2 separate regions of the Mus musculus genome follow, and region 1 is linked to region 2. The links are chromatin contacts, called in public HiChIP or PLAC-seq maps. All regions are on one chromosome and are shown on one strand. Each heading gives the region's core, a stretch centred on a gene start, on an enhancer-like site or on the middle of the called end of the contact. The rest is flanking DNA. Distances are from core to core; before and after follow the strand shown. Region 1 has its middle 11 kb from the start of Gm11728. Region 2 has its middle 32 kb from the start of Mfsd11.

Region 1 (2,700 bases), core at 14-2,513, 140 kb after region 2:
ATCCTTGAGTCTCCACCCCCAGCGCTAGAATTACAGACACTACAGCTGGTCTTTTACATGCGGTTGGGGATGAACTAGCACTTTACAGAGTGAGCCACCCTCCCGACCTAACTCTCACTGACCACGCCCACCACACATTATCACAGAAACCACAGGCCATGGCACCTACGGGGCTCTCCATGCTCCTTGCAGGGCCCACCTCATCCTGCCGGTTTTCTCTGTACTTCTCAGGCTCCCTCTCCACCCGGTTCTTGTCTTCCTCTTGCCTCAGGGCCCTGGAGAGGTCTGATCCTTATACCCGAAGCCTGAGCGGCTCCTCAACTTTGCGCACTTTGTGACCCTTTCTGCCTTGCCAAGCTAGGGCCTCTCTGTGGACAGACAGAAGCTGTGCAATACTTAGAGCTGCAGAAGGCTTCCTGGGTCGGAGGCATTTCGGTGGAAAGGGCACGCTGATGCACCTGGCCACGAGCCGCATGGGGCCAGGGAGCGGGCGGTCTAACCGTAGTGGGCACTGGGGAAGAAGTCTGTAGTGGCTTGGGGGAGACCCTGGTTCTCCACCGAGGCAGCTAGGAGCGGGGAAGGAATTGCTTTGCTCTGGTTTATCCAGTGTCTATCTTAGACATGGCTTGGCACACACCAGGCCACGCTGCCGTTCAGGAATGCCCTGAGCGCAGCACCAGGCTGTGGACAAGGACCCCTGACAGGGAGCCATTGAGTACCACCTGCCGCTCAGGAGGGCCCATCCCCACCGCCAGCCCTCTGCCCACTCGGGACATGCCAGGCCTCCACCCCTCAGTCCTTTGTCCTTCTCTCTCCACAGCTCAACTCCCGAGTAGAGCACCCTCTATGTGAAGCTGCCTCAAACTTCCACCCCTTGTCCTGAGACCTGTAGCCCTTTGCACCAGCCTCCCTTGTGGGTACAAGGCCATACAGTGGGCACTCATCGGGTCCCAAGTGCGAAGAACAGGGCTCACCTTGTGTGAACCTCTTACCACCCTGGCATTCTGAAGTGGCGCAGGGCCTCGGCGTAGCTTAGACCGGGATCCAAAGGTAAAGTCCCATGGTCAGAAATGGGGGTGTCATTGAACCTCTATATCTTGTCCGGTTGCAGCCCGTGGTCTAGACTTTCACAAGTTGCACCTTTATAGCTTCGGGTCCCTCTCATCCCGACGCTGAGTTCCCAGGTGGCCCAAGTACAACACCACACACTCAGGGGCTGTGTTTCACGCCATCACCAGGACAGATGGAGCCTGCCGCTGAGCTGGTCTCCCAGCAGCAAGCAAGCTCCCTCTGGCAGCCAGCAAAAAATAGCCATCTCATTTGCATGGAGTTGCAGGAGGGAAGAAGCAAGAACAGAACTTCAAACAAAGGGGAAATTTCAAATTAGAGAAGAAAGGCAGTGAGCAGCCAGGCCCTGCGGAACACGGCTCGAGCCCAGCCATTTAGCACGCTTAGCTGGAGATGCAGCCCAAGTCAATACAACAGCGGGCACATTATCAGCATTGCCACAAACCATTATTCATTATCTCTGGGGCTCATTGACTCTTCTCGGGATTCAGCTGTATTTTAATCAGTCACATTATGGGGGGAAGGAAATGTCCCCTGGAGAAAACTGTGGCGTCACGCCATGTGCCAGCCAGCCAGCACACCGGGATGGGGATGTTCCAAGGTGCCGTGATGTCATGTGGCATCGTTCAAGTTAATCTGGGGAAAAATTAAAGGGAGCAGCACCTTTCTCATCTTGTACGCATTTCCTGAGCGCTTTCCATGGTGACCTTGACCTTGAGGGAGAGAAGATCAGGTTCTCTGGGGCTGGGAAGATGGTTCAGTTGCTAAGAGCTTCCTGCAAGTGCGTTAGGACTTGAGTTTGTACCCACACTTCTGTATCATAAGCCAGATGTGACCAGCATGTATCTGCAATCCCAGCAATGGGGAGGTGGAGATAGCGGCAATCTCTGGAGCTCACTGGCCAGTTAGTCCAGCTTCAAGTTAAGTAAGGAACTCTCAATAGGTGCATGCTCCTCCCCACATTTCCTCCAAAAAGGGATGTGTAGTTGTTTGCTGGGTATGGCAGCACATGCCTTGTCTATACTCAGGAGGCCGAGGCAGAGGATCATAAGTTTGAGGCTAGCCTCAGCTAATTAGTGAGAGTTTGTCTCAAAATCCCAAGAACCAAGCAAAATAATTACACAAGGTTGTTGTACCAAGCCTCAAAGTTCCAGGGCGTTTGTTACTGGGGTGGTAGGCTATGATAAGATGCTCTGCTGGTTTTTATTTGACTTCTCTCTTGCTTCTTCTTGCTTTTTGCCTCAGTCAGTCTGGATATCTTTCTACATCCCTTTTGGCTTAAAAATAGCCCTCTGTAGGGTCCTTCTCTCTAACCTCACAAAAGCCATTCTCTCTGATCCTGCATTCAGAGAGATAGCATCTTGGCAGGTGCAAGGCAGGGAAGGGGCTGTGGGTTGTCAGCATGCCAGGGCCCCAGGGCCGAGGGTGCTAATTGTCACCTCCTCCCCCTCCTTGAGGCCCATCCCTGAGCCCTCTCTGGATCAGCTGCTATTTGCACCAAGTTGCAAACCTGGTATGCATACAGTTATCCTGTTTCCCACCAGAGCCTCGTACAGTCAGCCAGTAAGTAAGACAGAACAGCACACGATTCCATGCTCTGGAATTTAAACAGCTGCTACCACCTCTCTCAAA
Region 2 (2,923 bases), core at 214-2,713:
TCTGGATAGCACAGCCATCTCTCCGGCAACATGTATTTTATTTAATGAGTGATCTGTCTTTATATATACCAGAAAAAGCAATCAGATCCCATTATAGATGTGAGCCACGATGCAGTTGCAGGGAATTGAACTCAGGACCTCTGGAAGAGCAGTCAAGTGCTCTTAACTGCTGAGCCATCTCTCCAGCCCATATTTAGATTTGTTCATTTTTATTTCATGTGTGCTTTGTTTCTGTGCACCACATGCATACCTGGTGCCTGTAGAGAACAGAAGAGCTCATCAAATACCGCAGAACGATCCCAGACGATTCCGAGTGACCGTGTGGTGTTGGGGCTCAAACCCTGGTTCTCTGGAAGAGCAGTCCTCTCATCTGCTGAGCCATCTCTCCAGCCCATAAACAAAAACGTAAAAGAAAGAAAAGACCTGTTCCGGTCAGACCAGAATTATGATGGCTAGGATGCCCCGTCTTGTATCTTGAAATGCAGTGGACATGCCTGCTCTATAAGGTCTCCATACACTTTAAGACCCTTTTTTTTTCTTCTGCAAGTCGATGGGTCTAGATACCCAAGATAGTCTCGAACCTGGGCTGTAGAGTGCTTGCCTAGTATGCTCAGACCCCCGGTTTCCATTCCCCAGTGCTATTAAAACAAAAACAAAAAACAAAAAATTGGGCTTTGTGGCACATGATTGTAGTCCTGCACTCAGGAGTCAGAGGCAGGACGATCAGGAGTCGAAGGTCAGCCTTGGCTATGTTTTTGAGGCCAGCCTGGGCTATAGACTCCAAATCAAATCAAATTTATTCCAGATGATTCGGGGGAAAGACTCAGCCACAGCTGTCCAGCTCTTGAATCCTCTCATAGAGTGCAGAAATCAGTTCTTGGTACGGAGGCTGGGTGCATATCCTACGATGCCCAGCAGAGGGCAACCGACTCTTGCGATCTGTTTTTACAGCTTTGGATCTAGGCCGAGACTGAACTCGTGATCTGGGATGCAAGAGGTGTGGAGCCGGCATAGTAAATAGCTCGGTTTAAGGGACGTCTCTGCTGTGTTTCAGTCTCCCACGCTTAGGTCTCCGAGGTGTCACTGTCCTATGTGTTCTGTTGTCCCGACGTGAATCTCTAAGTTTATAGGTAGACTTTCCGAAAGAAGAGCCAGTGAAATGGTTCAGCGGAGACTGTCCTGACACCTTCCCTTTGTGTGTGTGTGTTGTGAGGAAGGGCAGGGGGTGCGGGGCAGGGCGCGGGGGTGCTGGGGGATCCCTGGCATCCTCTGGCTCTGCGCAGACCCAGTTGAAAAGAAACTTAGGTTCCTTCACCCTGAACTCCCTCTGCGTGTACAGGGATCCTACTGCTCTCCGCCTCTCCGGGGGTGGGGGTTGGGGGGACGGAGGGGGCGAGGTGAGGAGGGAGGGAAGGGGAGGGGAGGGAGGTGACTGATCCTCTGAAAGGGAATCCGGAAGCCCTTGGCTGGCTTCAGCAGGTTGCTAAGGAACAGGAGGCCTCAGGGGTGCTCTGCAGGTGAGTTGGATCCCTTGCCAGCTGTCTGCTTCGCAGTTTCTGTTCCCCCTTGAGCACCGGGGTGGGGGTGGGGGGAAAAGGGGGGTGCAGCTGGTTACCCAGATCTACCACCTACTTCTGTAACAAACTCAGCACCTGTCTCAGGCTGACAAGGGCCCAGATGGGACAATGGGTTTACTGCAGCTCCGGTCTTCCCAAGTCTAAGGGTTTTTTTTCTCATGAGTGGCTGTCTCTCCCATCTCTGTGTGGGCTGGGCTTTAGTTTTATGTAGGTAGTGGTTAAACCAGGGCCTTATGCATGCTAAACAAACACTCTGTCGCTAAGCCACACCCACAGTCTAAAGGCAGGTGGATGTTGTTGTTGTTGTTTTTGGGCATGTTGGCACACAACTTCACTTCCAGTACTTGGGAGATAGGATGACAGATCTGTGAGTTCAAGGTTGGCCTGGTCTGCATAGCCAATGTTAAGCCATCCAGGAATGCATAGTGAGACCCTTCCTCAAAACAGAAGTTATTCTTTGAGAGTTTCATTGGTGTGTATAGTGTTATTTTGGTCACCCTCTCATCTGTCTCCCACTCCCTGAACCACATCTTCCAAAGAAAAATCCCCTTGGCTTCGTGGGGGGGGGGGGAGGGGAGGGGAGAGGGAGGCAGAGAGAAAGAGAGAGACAGAGACAGAGAGACAGAGAGACACTCAGGAGCCAGGGTTTCAGCCCTCGTCCAGAAGCAAAGTAGACACTCGCTCAGAACTGCAAACACAATGATACTCTCCTTGTCACTGTGGTTGAAATGGGGACAGATAAACTCTGGTTCAAGTTACCACCTGTCGCTCCTCAGGTGTCATTGTGGATGAGAGTTCTTAACTGTCACTTTCATCAAGCTAGAACCTGGGAGAAATGGCTGGGTGACCGAGTCCTTGTGTCCCACACTGCAGGGAGCTCAGACCACCACGGGGCACCAAAGAGATGGGCACAGAGGAAACTGTGCCCAGTGAGTGGACACTGAGAGGGTCCCATTGCCCAGTGCCCACCCAGTTGGAAGTACTGTCTATTCTGGGCCCCAGGAGAGTAATGGGGAGAGCTAGGGTCAAGGCAGGAACAGTGGGAGGGGAGGGGGTGTCATCTGGTCCAAACCTCTGCATCTGCACGCCCCCTGCCCCTCATCCCCCATCCTTAGATCTGCAGAGTCCAACCAAAGAACAGGATGGAGTTTTCTGGTTCATCTCCTGCTTCTGCAGGTGCAAGCTCTTGCTGGGGATATAGATGGAGCTCTGAGGTGGGGAAAGAGGGTGGGGCCTTGCTTCTCTGAGGTGTGGGCCTCGGTGTCAGAATGAGGCAAAAGGGGGAGGGAGGAGGGCTTAGGAGGCTCATTCAGGGCCTTCCTGGGATGGGTGCATTTCTGGTTTCA

Evidence for each region. HiChIP or PLAC-seq counts read pairs in DNA pulled down with a chosen protein or histone mark.
Region 1: a contact with region 2 is called in an H3K27ac HiChIP or PLAC-seq map of T-cell acute lymphoblastic leukemia, with 4 times the contacts expected there. The contact joins two enhancer-like sites. A contact is called at or near these places in 7 of 15 datasets of contacts at CTCF or cohesin (CD8 T cells, embryonic stem cells, large pre-B cells and 2 more), 76 of 484 Hi-C or Micro-C datasets (3T3-L1-derived adipocytes, B cells, the BV-2 cell line and 32 more), 29 of 115 datasets of contacts at active chromatin or transcription factors (the 230-238 cell line, the SCID.adh cell line, SST interneurons and 18 more) and 2 of 9 other capture datasets (embryonic stem cells and liver).

The regions. Positions count from the first base shown.
Region 1 is chr11:117,027,713-117,030,412 of GRCm38.p6, forward strand. No RefSeq gene overlaps it. Among named protein-coding and RNA genes, the nearest start is that of Gm11728, 11 kb to the right of the region's middle. Within about 2 kb of position 1,264, at least 58 of the 459 cell types and tissues checked have an H3K27ac peak or open chromatin away from gene starts, as enhancers often do. A contact at or near this core is called in the CH12 cell line, the SCID.adh cell line and T-cell acute lymphoblastic leukemia, where this site is marked.
Region 2 is chr11:116,884,493-116,887,415 of GRCm38.p6, forward strand. No RefSeq gene overlaps it. Among named protein-coding and RNA genes, the nearest start is that of Mfsd11, 32 kb to the left of the region's middle. Within about 2 kb of position 1,464, at least 85 of the 459 cell types and tissues checked have an H3K27ac peak or open chromatin away from gene starts, as enhancers often do. A contact at or near this core is called in the CH12 cell line, the SCID.adh cell line and T-cell acute lymphoblastic leukemia, where this site is marked.